Linked DNA regions of Mus musculus: all the other regions are linked to region 1. A link is a contact called in public Hi-C and promoter capture Hi-C data. All regions are on one chromosome and are shown on one strand. Each heading gives the region's core, a stretch centred on a gene start, on an enhancer-like site or on the middle of the called end of the contact. The rest is flanking DNA. Distances are from core to core; before and after follow the strand shown. Region 1 holds the start of Galnt11 (polypeptide N-acetylgalactosaminyltransferase 11). Region 2 holds the start of Insig1 (insulin induced gene 1). Region 3 holds the start of 6030443J06Rik (RIKEN cDNA 6030443J06 gene).

The links. A called contact is a pair of places that touch in the nucleus more often than the background predicts. Capture Hi-C pulls out chosen DNA fragments and counts their contacts.
Region 2: a contact with region 1 is called in a Hi-C map of B cells, with 6 read pairs. The contact joins the promoter of Insig1 here to the promoter of Galnt11 in region 1. A contact is called at or near these places in 1 of 39 promoter capture datasets (liver), 1 of 484 Hi-C or Micro-C datasets (B cells) and 1 of 115 datasets of contacts at active chromatin or transcription factors (astrocytes).
Region 3: a contact with region 1 is called in a promoter capture Hi-C map of liver, with 2.7 times the contacts expected there. The contact joins the promoter of 6030443J06Rik here to the promoter of Galnt11 in region 1. A contact is called at or near these places in 2 of 39 promoter capture datasets (liver and pre-B cells) and 2 of 9 other capture datasets (adipose tissue and liver).

What each region holds. Positions count from the first base shown.
Region 1 is chr5:25,220,621-25,225,783 of GRCm38.p6, reverse strand. It overlaps Galnt11 (polypeptide N-acetylgalactosaminyltransferase 11), which reads right to left and starts at 2,912. Exons shown (of 12, transcript NM_144908.4): 1 at 2,753-2,912.
Region 2 is chr5:28,068,384-28,073,546 of GRCm38.p6, reverse strand. Insig1 (insulin induced gene 1) reads right to left here and starts at 2,135. Exons shown (of 5, transcript NM_153526.5): 1 at 1,752-2,135. The coding sequence starts at 2,109. The region is part of intron 1 of Gm35223 (a long non-coding RNA gene); the gene reads left to right.
Region 3 is chr5:22,548,318-22,553,480 of GRCm38.p6, reverse strand. 6030443J06Rik (RIKEN cDNA 6030443J06 gene) reads right to left here and starts at 3,068. Exons shown (of 3, transcript NR_102315.1): 1 at 3,009-3,068. Orc5 (origin recognition complex, subunit 5) reads left to right here and starts at 3,143. Exons shown (of 14, transcript NM_011959.3): 1 at 3,143-3,289. The coding sequence starts at 3,218.

The DNA of each region.
Region 1 (5,163 bases), core at 1,663-4,162:
AATTGAACTAGGTTTCTCTGCAAGAACACCACTTCCTCTTAACCACTGAGCCATATTCCTAGCCTCACCTGAAAGACTTACAGGTCAGTGAATTGTAAGGGCTTTAAAGCTAGTGGAAGTTTAATTGTAGGAAAACAGACTGGAGCTCTGCCACTAAGAATAAACGTGTCAGGAATGAACTGGACTTGGTAGTTCACATTTACAACCCCAGCACTTGGGAAGCTGTAGCAGGAAGAATGTGACAACAGTTCGGGCCAGCCTGGGCTACAGAGTGAGACCCTATTGGGAAGTGGGATGAAAATCGCTAGCTAGTGTCTTTATGCAATTCTACTACCCAGCTTAGGGAAGAAGTCCTGACAGCTGTGTACAAAACGGTTTAGGATAGAGGGAGAAAATGTTTAGAATCAAGGAGTTAATGACAACAATCACAAGGAGAAGCCATCTTGGCTTGACCTTGGGCTGTGAAACTGAGTGGGGAAGGTAAAACAAAGACCAACTAACTACCTATACTGGTCAGCATGAATGGCGTCACCTAAGGAAGAAGAGGCTATAGCACCAAGCTTTCAAGTCTTGATGACCCAGAACAAGGGTCAGAGGTGAGCTGGTACATTGAAGATAGGGCAATGCCTTCACATTGGAACCCAGGCTTCACACAGAAACTTAAGACACACGGGAACTGTAGCTGAAGCTACAGAGAAACCAATGCAGAGCAGGTTTACGTAACAAAGGAAGAGCAGGTGCAGAGAACAGATACTGAACAGATCCTCTGGGACACTGGGAACTTTGGAGAAGAACCTAGGAAAAGACTTCCGAAGGGTTCCAAGGATGGAACACAGGGCCCCCAATGGAGGAGCTAGAGAAATTACCCAAGGAGCTAAAGAGATCTGCAACCCTATAGGTGGAACAACATTATGAACTAACCAGTACCCTGGAGCTCTTGTCTTTAGCTGCATATGTATCAAAAGATGACCTAAGCGGCCATCACTGGAAAAAGAGGCCCGTTGGACTTGCAAACTTTATATGCCCCAGTAGAGGGGAATGCCAGGGCCAAAAAGGGGGAGTGGGTGGGTATGGGGGACTTTTGGGATAGCATTGGAAATGTAAATGAGCTAAATACCTAGTAAAAAATTAAAAAAAAAAAAAGAAGAAGGGTTCCAAGGTACATCCAGAAGATGTGCTGACAAGCAATATGAAAGGCCATAAAGGTCACTGGAGACCAAGCCAGACAAGTGGAGCCATCAGACTCAGCAGTCAGTGCTTTTCAAACACGAACTAAGCAATTCAAACCTTCCATAGACATTCCAAAGACAGAAAGCAGAGAAACTATTTGCCAGGATTCTCTAGAGTAACAGAAATTATAGAATGGATTTCTCCATATAGAGAGAGGGGGGATTTATTAGAGTACTCCCGCAAGTCCAACAATGGCCGTCTACTGATGTCAAGTCCAAGAATCTAGTTGCTCATCCACAAAGCTGGAAGTCTCGGCTGTTCTTCAGCATACACTGGAATCCAGCATACAAACAGGCTCTAATGCCAGTGAAGGAATATGGACTTTCAAGTATGGGTGAGAGCAAGCAGGCAAAGAGGGGGCTTCCTTATTCCATAGCCTTTGTAAAGGCTGCCAGCAGAAGGTGTGGCCTTAGATTAAAGGTGGATCTTCCCACCTCAAAGATACAGATTAGAAATGCTCTCCCCACTTCAAATGATTTAATTCAGCAAAAATCTCTCACAGTTGTGTCTAGCCATTTTTGGTTGTCAAGTTGACAACCAAGAATAGCCTCAAACAGATACAGATAAAGGAAAGACCATGGATTCCAATTCAAATGAAGTATCTAAACCAGGTAAACTGAGAGACTGAAGAAGAGCAGGAGTCCCTGCCCTATGTTATAATGTCTGTCCTGAGTGATTGATTTTGGAAATATATGGCACTGCCTGTTAAGACAACACTGTGAATGTACCCGATGCCATTCAACTATACTAGTAAAATAATCAATAAACTTCATGTTAATTATACTTCACAAGAAAAATAGTAATATAAAATTGTTAAGAAACCTGGCAAGAAACAGCACAGAAATGTTAGAGATTTGATTCCAGGGCCATCAAATGAAAACTATAGACTACGGTATGGTGACATTTCAGTTGCAGAGCTCCGTGGCAGGCACATGCTGAGGGTAAGAAAGGCTTACTTCCTGTTTTTCTTAAAGCATTATTTCAAATAAAAGAAGAAATAAGTTTGAAGTAACTGTTTTGTTGGGCCCACGGACTAGAAAGCGTCTCCAGGGTCTCATTTTTTGTTTGAAGATAAGCAACCAACCAACATGATGGCTCTCAAAGTAAAAGGACAAGATCTGACAGACAGGTGGCGGGTCTTCCTATATTTATATTTAAAGCACTAGTTTGGGGTGTACGAAAACCATAAAAGGTAATTTTTTTAACAAGCATACTGCAAAGAAACATGCATCCTTTCTGTCTTCCAGCCTCCTGTACCGACGCGGTCTAAATCCTGACCGTAATAACAGCAATAAAGATAAAATCGGTATTTTTTTCTAGTAAATCACAACACTGGCTGGAGGTTACGGCCACCGAGAGAACGGCCATGCGCAGTACCCATCACTGCTGTTGAATCCGGAAGCAGCTCTGGCCTCCCAGGCCACCAAGCCTGCTCCAGCAGCCGCGTCCCTTCAGGCCGCAGCCCACGCTCAGGCGCCGACGTAGGCCGCGCGGGGTCAAGCGCCGCGGGCCGGCTACTCACCGCGACACCCGCAGGCCGGGATAGCGGCGCTCCAGGGCACGGGCTGCGGCATCTCCGCTCCCGCCACAGCCCGGGCCGAGCCGCACGAGCCGCGGCGCGCGACGCGGCCCACGACACGCAGCCTTGCGGAGCCCTCGCGTCACGGCACGCGTCACCGCACGCACGCCCTCGCCTCCGAGGATGACGTCACCGCCCGCGGCCTGGCGTCACGAGGCCCGGGCTCCTCCCCGCCCAGTGTGGAGCTGAGCTCTGTCCCATAGGGCCTTAGTGAAGTTCACTCCAGAGAGAAGCTTAGATGAGGGGACGACTTTTTCTTGGAGAGAATGTGAGGAAATTTAGCAGATCAAACAGAATGGTAAGGTTTTGGTAGTTGGTCCATTAATGCTGCTTTACATTGACGGGTATCTATATTAATCCTGTTATCTCACCATGCTATTCAGCCAAGACTTTTTTTTTTTAAATCCGTGATGTCTGGTAGAGCAATGGGACATATGTAAGGAGAAAATTCTGCGTCCCTTATTTTTAAGAAAGCAGCATCTCCTGAACCAATAAATTGTTCTAGCTAGCATTAACCCAGGATACTTCCCTCCTGCATTAACTGGCTGTGGTGACCGACTTTGACTTGAAATGCCCCACTGGGGCTTATGTGGAGCTTGGTGCCTGCTGGTGGTGCAATTGCCAAAGATTGTAGAAACTTTTTGGAGGTGGGGGTCAATCTAGAGGGAGAAGGATCAGGGATGTCCGAGGGTCTTACCTGGTCCAATTGTCCAAGTCTCCTTCTGGCTTCCTGCCCATCATGAAGTAAATAACCTACCCCATATACTGCTGTCATCCTGATGTTCTGCTCAAATGCGATGGCCAAGCAACCATGCAATAAACCCTCAGTAACCATGAACCAAAATAACTCTTTTCCCTTTAAGTTGTCAACACAGTGGCACAAAATTAACTCATATGTGGCCCTGCCAAATACTTACTAGTATTGTGAGGCTGTAGGATGCTCTGTGAGGTTACCTAGGTCTATCCTTAAGGCTGAAATCCTGATGGCCCTTATCTGTGTCCTTCCATGGCCATTGCCCTCAGTCAAACAGTTGCTGCTCAATGCCAAAGAAAGCATTTTTCATAGTTCCCATTCTTGTCCACACAGCATCTTAACGGGAACTCATGGTTGTTTAAGGGATGACTCTCTCACGAGAGGGCAATAGAACAGAAGCATTGTCATGCCATAACCATGTGTCTGCTATTGTTCCTGTATGTGTGACAACGTTCCTGACAGAAACTACTTAAGGGTTTATTTTGGCCACAGTGTGAGGTACAGCCTCTGCTGTGGTGGGTAAGCCATGGCAAGCAGAGGTCTAAGGTAGCCTGTGACACTTCACCCTCAGGAGGCCCAGAGAGGCTGGTGCTCATCTTACAACCTGGTTTGTTTTGTTTTTTTGTTTTGTTTTGTTTTTTTCTTTTTATTTGATCCCTGCTCCATGGCCACCCACATTCCAGGTAGGTTTTCCTTACTCAGCTAAACCTCTCAGGAAACCACAAAGACATGGCCAGAGCAAGGCAGTGCTGCCACACACCTTTTATCTCAGCACTGGGAAGGACAGCAGAGACAAGTGGATATGAGTTTGGGGCCAACCTGATCTACAGAGCTAGTTACAGGACAGCCAAGGCTACACAGATTAGCCCTGTCTCAAAAACAAACAAACAAAACAAAACAAAAAAAGACCTGCCCAGAACAGGAATGTTTCCTAGGTAATTTCAAATCCATCAAAGTGGAAGTGAAGATTTAGCCAGTTTACTAGGATCCTCAAATGGGTGAAGCTTACAAAATACAGGACCGCGGTGAGCATCCTCGAGCTCAGTCCTGCTAGGAACCCATAAGAAACACCACTGCAGTGATGAGAGAGCAGGTAGGTTGTGCCTGCATGGGCTGTGGGGGCATCCCTGTCAGGCATTTCCTCCTTTTTCGTCCTTTCAGTATGTTTCTTCCAGAATTTTCTTTGTAGATTTTGTGAATTACCCCTCTTTGGCCTTCTTAAACTCACCTTCTCTAGGGTGAACTCTATAGCATTCTCCAAACCCCAGAGAAGTTCTCTAGCATTGGGGAGTCTGTGGACACGGCAGGCAGGAGACTAGCTGCTTCTGTCCCAGTCCCTGCAGGGCCCAGAGCTTCTTAGAGAAAAGCAGGACATAATTGAAGAAGCCTTGGGAAAGCTGTGGGTCACAGACTAGAGAACAGAGGGCAAAGATGTGAAAATAGAAGCAGAAAAGAAGAGCGGCACAGGATATAAAAGCCAGTGGGAGCACTTGGGGAACCTGGCTGGAACACATGGGACCTGAGACACCCTGCCAAGGTGCCATGAACATCAGACACTTAGGAACCCAGCCAAGCCAGGAAGTCACCGACTTACACTGGC
Region 2 (5,163 bases), core at 886-3,385, 2.8 Mb before region 1:
CTGTTTAAAGAAAAACAAAACAGGATTAGGATACACTGGTGAAAATCAGTCCTTGTGTGGTCATTATTAGTAGGATCCAAACCACTTATTTTCCTCGGCAGTTTGTCACCTGTAGCACAAAGTATTACCTTACATACACCTGTAAGAAAAGGCTGTGGGAAGGCCACCCCACACTGCTCTCTTTTTCTCAGCCTTGACCTGGCCCCAGTGAAGACAAGTCTCACACTGTGAGGAGGGTAGGGTCTCAAGAAGGGAGAGAGGCTGGACAGGTCTCCTCGAGTTTGTTTTCGCATGTGTGAAATGAGGATTATGTAAGTAAAGTGGAGGGCAAAGAAGGTTCTGTGGTTCTCAGAGTTAGGAACTGTCACAAACACAGATTGGACTCCAAAACATTTGGACAGCAGAAGTTGGGCACTCCAGAAGACACAAAGAGAGTAAAACCCAGGAAGGGAGGGACTGTCTGCAGTACAAGTGGGAGCAGTCTCATGGACACAGGGCACAAGACCTCAGTCAGGCTGCCGTCCCACCTTGTCCAGTGTGAACACAGGCACTCAGCCTCAGTGGTGAAAGCAGTACCAGTCCAGCCTCATATTCAGATGAGAAACTGGTTTACTGGGTTCCCTTAAACTTTCATCACAAACATGATGCTTCATGTTGAAGATAAACTTTCAAATTCAAAGAGCCTTAGGTTTCATATGTAAGGAAAAGAGAATTCAAATCTCCATCTTATTCCCCAAGGAACTTTTAAATGCTGGGGATAGTAGTTTGGTGGCAGATGATTTGCCTAGCATGAATGAGGCCACCCCCAGTCCAAAACAACCAAGAAGCACACAACTGTCATGTGGCTGACCCTCATAATGCTGCAGGTGAGCCTGAGAGCAAGCAGCCTTGGAAATCAACAGTTAAGTGTCCTGCATCCTACATTTAACCCATGACTCAGCTACAGCACAGCACCCAAGCCCAGCATATAAAGCATAGGCAGGCAGTCAATAAAAGCTGGCTTCAAAGCAGACAGGCACTGCTCCTGCTGTCCTGTGGCTGCAGATTGGAGGAAAGATGCACCTGAGCAAATACTGCCCACCTACACAGGACAGGACAAGGACAAGCAGGGCTGAGGGGGGAGAAACACTTGACAAATGGTTATCAACGCTGTACACTGTAAACTATGCAGGATCTGTTGGACTGTAATTACTCAACACTTTTGGCAAAAAGCAGCAAAATGATCAAGGAAAGAAAAAAGACTGTGGCACTGTTACAAGTTTCGTTGGGCCTAAGAGGTGACACCATAGGTGTGCTTAGGCCCAAAGGCTCCTTTTTTCCTCCTGTCCCAAGTCTACTGGGCACGGAGTTCCAGAAGGTTTGGCTGATAGCCACAATCTGCAGAAGGCAGAGAAGTCTGTCCCCTGGCAACTGCCTCTTGAGCGCACGTGATGGTTTGTTTTCAGTTATCCAGCGAGGTAGCACGTTTGCTCAGGCAGCCAATAGCTGCGTGGTGCTGCCCTCACCAGTTCTCCAGGCGGCCAATCCTGGCTTCTGGCTCAACGAGACAGCTGCGACTCCTCCACTTAAACTGCCAATTATCTCCTGACCTCATCTCCATCACTAGTCCCTCCAACTTCCGCCTGTCGCTCGCCAACGTCTGGGGTTTCCTACCCTCTCCGTTCTCCTTTTCTTGTAACAAGGGTGACTTTAACAGCTGACGTGTCCCTTCATCCCCCTCCCCCACCCCAAGAACAAGGAAAGGCACTCACCCGCTGCCGTGCCACAGCACGGGGGCACCCACCAGGCGGAGGAGAAGATGGTGGCTATCACCTCGTCGGGGAAGAGCGTGACATTCCGCTGGATCTGCAGCAGGTTGAGCACCAGGGCCAGGACCACGCCAAATGAGAAGAGCACTAGGCTCCGCTGCACCAAGTCGTGGTGCCAGCTGCCCGGCCGCGCGCTGCATCCTGTGGTTCCCGCTCGCTGGCCCCGGGGCGCGTGCTCGGGTTCGGGGACTCCGGGGCCCTGCGGACAAGCGGCCGCCGCAATCATGCCTCGCGGGAGGCTGTACGGCCTCGCAGCGCCCGCGCTTGGATAGTTCCAGACGTGGTCGTGCAGCCTGGGCATCGGCGTCCAGGCACAGCATGGAAGGTACACGCCACGACACTACACGTACCGCGCCCGGACGGCCCAGGAGCGGCCGCGGCCCCGCGCGGTTTCCGCTTATAAGGCAGGCTGCCACCGGAGCCACGTGACCTCACCCAGCCTATCCGCCGCCCGCGCGCCCTGCTGGGGGGCGTGTCTTCAAGCGGCCCCGCCCTGTCCGCGCGCCTGTCCGCTCGGGGTCTGGTGAGGCCGCCGGAGCCAATGGGAGGAGGGCGGCCCATATGACGTATGCACACGCCACCGGGGGGGTGGGGCTGGTGCCCGGCACGCGCTCGAGCGCGCGCTATTCGGGCAGGCGCCGGGGCGGGCACCGGAGCGGGCGGCCAGCGAGTCAGATGGTCCGATGCTGCCCTATTGCGCTGCCGGACCTCGGTTTCTGAGATAATGAGGTCCACGCAGGTCCGAAGGAAAGGACCCGGAGCGCAAACCCTCCTGAGTGCTTAAAAGACCTGGGATCGCTTGGGCTGGCTGCTAATGGCAAGTGCTCTGCAGGTTCACAGCTCAGACCAGGGCTCCCCTAGCCAAGACGCCACCGGCTAAAACCACAGGGTGGTGAGCAGGCCTGAAAAGGCACTGTGTGTGTGTGAGACCTTAGGTAAGGAATGTGGCTTTGTGCCAAAAGTGTAAAACAAAGTCACCCTCCTAAGCAGGCTGTTTCTCAGAGATCATGGGGGCTGTCATTTTCCCAGCGTGACACGGGTGTGGAGACCTGGCTGTCTTTCCCTCACAGCCTGTCCACTCCTCTCTTAGGCGGCTCTATGCGTTGTTTGGAAGAGCTTGAAGCAGTTTTGACTTCAAGGAATGTTGCAACTTGGGTCTTCGCCATTTTCCACACTCTGGCCAGTCCATGCATGTGAGGTTTCATGGGCATACACACACGGGGGTTGGGGACATCAGTACTGTATGGTGTATTACAGCAACATGGGAGCCTTTTTGACAGCAAGAAAGCAGGAGGGCCTGCCCAGCTTCAGCTGATAGGAAATTGTTAAAGGCAGTGAGTCTCTGCTGTGGGATGTAGCAGGTGCTGCCTCTACCACCCATCATCAGCTGCAAGTACTCTAAACAGATGTTGAGAAAGCGACACCTGTGTAAATACACACAATTTTGCCCCCAAGGAACAGACACATCGCTCATAGGAAACTTGGCCCTAAGGAACAGACATGCCAGTCACTTGCAGGAAGCTGGCTTGATGGGACAGTCCCAGACCCTGCACCCACGCCCCAGCACCAAGCATCTGTCTTGTGAGCACTGAGATGTAATTCAGTCCCTTTTTCTCAAGCCATTTTGCTTGTCTTTACAGACTCTCCCCCGGATTTTTTTCCTCTTGTTATAATTCTTACCAAGTAGGCTAAGAGGTTCTAATAATACTTTGTGTGCTTTTGTGATGCTTGCCTGGGGGCAGGGGTTGATATCTTCAGACAATTGCTCTGTTACCAACTTGGTTGTTTCTTCTGCTTACCCAAGCCAGTATTAATGCAGTCTAACCTCTGCTGCTGCTTGACCAGCTCATCTGCACCGGGACAAAGCAAGCTGTGGGCTTAAACCCTGGTGGCTGTTGTGGTATGCAGACCAAGGTGCCCTGTGGACCATGAAGGATACACCCTGTGGCCTGGTTCTCTGGGGGTCCCACGGGGGCTGCTATGGGCTCATGAGCAGTTTACCTCACTTTCAGTGAATGTAGGGTGACGGTAGAGAAGAGTTCAAACTGAGGCTCTTGGAGAGGCTGCCTGCCTATCAAAAATGATACCCAAGGCCTGCTAGGTTTTTGTTTTTGTTTGTTTGTTTTGTTTGTTTTTAATGCATACTGGAAATGGAAGATCAGGGGTCCCTTCTCTGGCCCTGAGGATGAGTGGGGTTGCTAGGGAGATGCTTTTGAGGTGGAGCTCCTTGGCCCTTCACTGTACCACTTCATGTTAATCATTACAGCTTTGCTGATTGCAGGTGCTTCCATCTACTGAGAACTTACCTGGGAGCCACCCATTGCTTTTTATCTATATCTCTGCCATTCTTCCTGGGATAATACCAATGATCATTTGTGACTTAATTCTTAAAACGGACTAGATAAGGAAGTAGATTGGCTATTTTAATGTAGTCTCACCCCTTGCTCACTGTAGACTGTTCAGAAAATAGAATCATATCTGGGGTGAGGTAATGACTTGGTCAGTAACGTGTTTGCTGATTAAGAATAAGAAACGGAGTTTGATCCCTCAGAACCCACAAGGAGCCACATATGTAGCAGTACATGTCTGTCCCAGTACTAGGGAGGCAGACAGGACCCTTGGAGCATGGTAGCTGGATCATACACCTAAAACTGAGCTCTGAGTTCGGAGAGAGACCTTGTTTCAAAAAGAGGTGGAGAGCAATTGAGGAAGACTGCTGAGATCTACCCCTGACCTCCACTTGCATGTGCACAAATGCACCTGGACACACACATGCCAGCCTTCTCCCCTCCACTGAGCACAAGCTGCGGTTAACATATCAGCGAGAGTATGCATTTCTAAGTGTGTTTCTATGCAGAAGCCTATGTGGCTTTGTTAAGTGTTTATTTTATGAAGGCTTATAATTTTTAATGTGTGTGTGTAAATATATGTGTGTGTGTCACATGCATGTAGGTGGCCAGAAGATGACAGATCTCCTCAGACTGGAACTACAGATAGTTATAAGTCACCATGTGGTGCTGGGACCACACCTGGGTACTCTGCTAACCATCTCTAGTCACCCTGCTTCTGGTTTCTAAGCGCTTATTTATTGTGTGTGGTTGGAGGGTTGCTTCTCTCCTTCCACGTGGGTCCCAGGTATTGAATGCCAGCTTCCACCCACTGAGCCATCTTTCTAGTCCCTGTACTACGTTCTGGAGTCACACTTGATAATGGCAGAACCTGTTAATCAGGTAACCATGAACTTCTTCAGAGTTGAAACCCATTTACATGCTGTACAGCTCTCCCACTGAAGGCCTCCAGTCCGTGGTTGCTCACAGGTTCAGAAGGTGTAGAACCTTCTTCAGGGCTACTGCTG
Region 3 (5,163 bases), core at 1,819-4,318, 2.7 Mb after region 1:
CCTGATCTTGTTGCGAGAATTCCCCTTATGTTAATAGCTGTGACGTTAATAGCTGATCCATAAGTTCAAAATGTACTATTACTTTGCTGACCAAATCATAATAACCCACCATGGGGGCAAGCAAAGTGAGTCACTAGGCCAAAGGGTTACTTAGTCACTATACAAACCAACCAATGCCTAAAAGGGTTACTTGCTACACCAATGAGAACCATGTTGCTCAAATCTGCCCCTTAAAATGGTATAAAAAGTGTGTTCTTTCTTTGTTCTTGGTCTCTCCTCTGGCCCGCATGCTGAGAGGGGAGTCCCCAACATGTTGGATCAATAAAAATCCTCATGTGTTTTGCTGCGATGGCGGCAGTCTCTGTGGTCCTTGTGAGTAAGGATCTTTTGGAACTACAACAACCCCAACTAACCAGGGCCCCAGGACACCAAGTTCATCCATATGCACCCCAACCAGTTTGAGGAGGTCGCGTGGTTCAGCTGTACCTGCACATCAAGAAGCCTCGCAAGGAGGACCACTACCGCGCTACCAAAGTGGGGTTCTGGCTGGAGCTGGTCCGGCACCTCAGTACCATGATGCTCCCCCCACCCTGGCTCCCGCGCCAGGCCACAAGGTGCCCTGCTGTAAAGTCATCCTCCGCGTTCTCGTCCTCCATCGCTCCGGGTTCAAAACTGCCCAGGTAGGGATGCCTGGCTGGGGATCCCGACCTGGGCCCAGACGGCTCTAGTATGATTACTCAAAGGAGTTGAGCATGAGGATTAACGGTGGGAGCCTTCCTCAACATCTTTGCCTTCGCTACACTCTACTACAAGAAGGACAGTAGTGCCAAGAGATGCACTGCAAGCCGTGCCCTCTCCACCTGACGCCACGCGGGGAACGACATCAAGAGGGCAGACAGGCTGGCGAACTGGGTCACGAGTTCGATTCCCACACCAAAAGCCCCACCGTGGCCCCATCAGGAAAACACCCCAGGACATGAAGAGTTGAGGAAGAGGGCAAAGGAATGTGCAAGACTTGGTGGTGGGCGGTGGATGCCAGAATGAACTGGTTTGAACCAGACTGAACTGGACTTGACCGGTTTGAGCTGGGTTGGAACCAGAGGAACTCATGTCCAAGGAAAAGCCATGGAGTCCTTCCTGGTACTTGGGTTCAGCTACAGATCAAGTGCTTAAACTTTTTTTTCTTTTAGATCAAGTCCAGTCCCAATATGGAGTATGCTTGGCCTCTCAATATGATTGTATATATAAGCAATCCCCAAACTTCTAGCAAAGAACTCCTACAGCTGATCAACAACTTCAGCAAAGTGGCTGGATAAAAAATTAGCTCAAAGAAATCAATAGACTTCCTTTACACAAATGATAAACTGTCTGAGAAAAAAAATAGGGAAACAACACCCTAAAGAAAGAAATTGAAGAAGATATCAGTTAGATGTAAACTCTCCCATGCTCAAGGATAGGCAGGATTAAAATAGTGAAAATGACCATCCTACCGAAGGCAATTTACAGATTCCAACACAATTTTTTATAGACCTTGAACAAGCAATTCTCAACTTCATAAGAAACAAACAAACAAACAAACAAACAAAAACCACAGGAGAGCCAAAACAATCCTGAGCAATGAAAGAACTTCCAGAAGAGTCACAGTCCCTGACCTCAGGCTGTAATAAAGAGCAACAGTGATACAAAACACCTGTGTGATACTGATACAAAAACAGACTCACAGATCAAAGTAAATGAATCAAAGACCCAGAAACAAACTCACATACCTATGAACACTTGATCTTTGAAAAAGAAGCCAAAATTATACAGTGAAAAAGAAAGAAAGAAAGAAAGAAAGAAAGAAAGAAAGAAAGAAAGAAAGAAAGAAAGAAAGCAAGCACCTTCAATAAATGGTGCTGGTCTAACTGGCAGTCTGTATGTAGAAGAATGAAAATAGATCCATATTTATCATCTTGCACAAACCTCAAGTCCAAGTGGATCAAGGATCTCAACATAAAACCGGATACATTGAGTCTAATAGAAGAGAAAGTGGGGAAGAGCCATGAACACGCTGGCATAGGGAAAATGTCCTGAATAGAACACCAGTGGCTCAGGCTCTAAGATCAAATATTGATAAATGGGACCTCATGAAACTGAAAAGCTTCTGTAAGGCAAAGGGCTCTATCAACAGGACCAAACAGCAGCCTACAGATTGGGAAAGGATTGTCACTAACTACTTATGGTAGAGGCTGTGGAGTAAGGGGAATACTTCTTCATTGCAGGTAGTAATTCAAACTTGTACAACCACTTTGGAACCAAAGTGTGTGTGTGTGTGTGTGGTAATTAGATTTCCTCCACAGGCAGTTGTATTGTTCAATAATACATAATGGGCCTCTTTCTAATATGGGTGCCGTGTTTTCCTTGTCTTTTTGCACTGTTTATGAAATCTATGTGTAGCAGACACTGCGTACATTATCTTTTATTCTTAAAAATACTCTACTATAGTCCTTATGTTCTATATAAGGAAGTTTATAAATAAACGGTTCAAAGATTCTCCCAACATCTCAAAATTCAGAAAAAGTTGAGTCAATGTTTCCAGACCAAATTTTTTTTTCAGGACCCAAAGCCCTCTCTTTGGACACGAATTTTCTTATTCCTATACATTCTTTCATTTCAAGGCTTTTCTTCTTCCAGGTGTCCTATAAATGTGCAAGGACAACGTTAATTTTACTGATTACCCTCACTAACACTCGAATACTTCCACATCTAGTTTCAAGCTTGCAAAGACAAACAAATGATTTTATTTAGTTAGTTCCACAGAGTTCCCATTGTCCACTTTCTTGCCAGAGGAAAACCAATTTTTTTTTAAAGAATACTCGTTTCTGTCGGTACTTTTATGTGTGCGGCTTTCTGGAGGGAACTGAAGACACAGAAGGTGGGCGGTGAGGTGCCCCCAGGTCGCCCTTCAGCTTGTGTAAGGGTTTCAGGCTGGAAAGCTCAGGCCAGAGTGGGAAGCGATAACCACTTACCAGTAACCGACCACTGAGCACCGCCGCCTGGAGACTAGAGCGGCCCACGTTGTCGCGCGGCTCCCTGACGTCACTCGACCGCGCTGGCTCCGCCCCCAGCCCAGGCTTCCGGCCGGAAAGCTTGCGGTTGTTCTACGTGAACCACGCCTGAGTGGCGCAGGGCTGACCGGAGGCCAACTGCTCTGCAGTATCAGGTGGTGCCCGCCAAAATGTCTCACTTGGAGAGCATGGTCCTCTGTCGAGAGGCCCAAGTGTCCACTTTGCAGTCCCTGTTTGGAGAGGTATTGTAGTCAGACTGCTTCCCAAATGCCAGAGGCGAATGCGTCCTGGATCCGTTCCGTTTGGGGGGAGTACTGTGTGGATTGCGAGGCGGTAGGCTATCCCCCTTATGTTAAGATGGAGGTGCGGTATGACTGCCCCACACTTACCCAAAGAAACTTCTCAGTCTATTTTAAAGGAGACTGCAGAGGAAGAGCTGGCCTGCTCTACAGGACGTCGGCTAGGAAGTGCTCCTTTTACTTGGACCACACTTTGGAGATTATGTGAGCCCCAAATAGCTACTGCAAGTTGCTGCAGAACAGGGTTTGGGTAGGAAGTCTGTTTGCAGAGTGTTTACTAAACGCCAGTTCGCCCGTTGTAGTGAGGTATAGATTGGGTCAAATACAGAGAGGTGATTGGCTTCAAGGCCAATTAGGGTAACGCTGTGGTTTAGCCTTTAAAATCCTTCAGCTTTTCTAGAATTATAAAAGCCAGGAGAAGTCTCGCTTGGGTTTCTCTCCCTGCCGACCAGATGAGATGATTTAGAGGGGAGAGGTTAGCCTCTGAAGTGAACACAGGCTGAAGTAACATTCATTTCTCTCAGTTGCCTTGCATTGTGCTCATTAATTAGAATTGATTGCACTTGGATCTTATCTGGGAGATGAGCAAATACAAATAGCCATTTAGTCTTCCTTTAGAAATGTACTTTCATCCAGCAGAGTGTCGGATCCAGTGCGTCTGTGGTGGCAGATGAAATAGTCATGGAAAAGTACTTCCCTCCATCTAAAAGGCGTCATGTTAGCAATTCTAGAGGTCAGCTGCATCTGTAGTTCCTAGTTATAATGCTTTCAGTTATAGTTACCTATATTATTGAAATGTATAATTGTTTATGCTCTGTACATTCCTTCATTGGACTTGATAAACCCAGATTATTCTAACCAAAAGTACTCCTCTTTTTTTGAGGAATACTTTATTAGCAAAATAAGATAGGTAGGGCTGATTTAGCAGTGGGTCCCAGAAAAGGCTTCACCTTTGCTCTTATTTAATACTACATCTAACAAAAACAATATTTTTCTTCAAGGAAGTTTGCATGTGGGAAATACAAAGAACCACTATAGCAAATAGCTACAGAAGAAAAAAGAGCTAGCTATGCTCGTAGAAGACTAATTTATATGTTTAGCAAGTGTGTATTTTCTGAGCACTGGCTCTGTGTGTGGCACTGTGCCAGATTCAGTCTTGTGGCACATGTTGGGGAAAAGTTAAGTGACAGTGGAGTCAGAGTTCATTTCAACTCTAGGTGACAATGTGAACGTTGTTTAAAAGGGGAGCATGCTGGTTAGTTTTGCCCTCGTGGGAAGAGAGAACATAACTGAAAACAAATATGCCTCCAACAGATAGTCAGTAGGCAAGTCTGTAGGACATTTTCTTGATTAATGATTGATGTGGGAGGGCCCAGCCCACTGGGAATGGTACAACTCCAGGGAAGAAAGCAAGCTGAGTAAGTCATTAAGACACCTTCCTCCGTGGCCTCTGCTTCAGTTTCTGCTTCTAGGTTCTTGCCTGGAATTCCTGCCCCAACTTTCCTTCATGATGAACTATAACCGTCAAGCTGAAGTAAACCCTTTCCTCCACAGGACGCCTCTGAGCATGCTATTAATCACGGCAATGGAAGCTTGTATGGGCAGGGAATACTGTAGTAGGCTCCAAAGAGTAGATGTATACAAGTGTGATGGGATTCCAGATTTCATCTAGCTTTGGAAAGAAAGAAAAACAAAAAGTCATGAGCTTCCTTTTTGCTTATGAAATGATACCTGAAATTATTTTAAAAATTTATGTCTCCCCAGTAGATGTTTGAAGCCATCAGAGTCTACCCTGTTTGACACTGGTATCTGTGCTG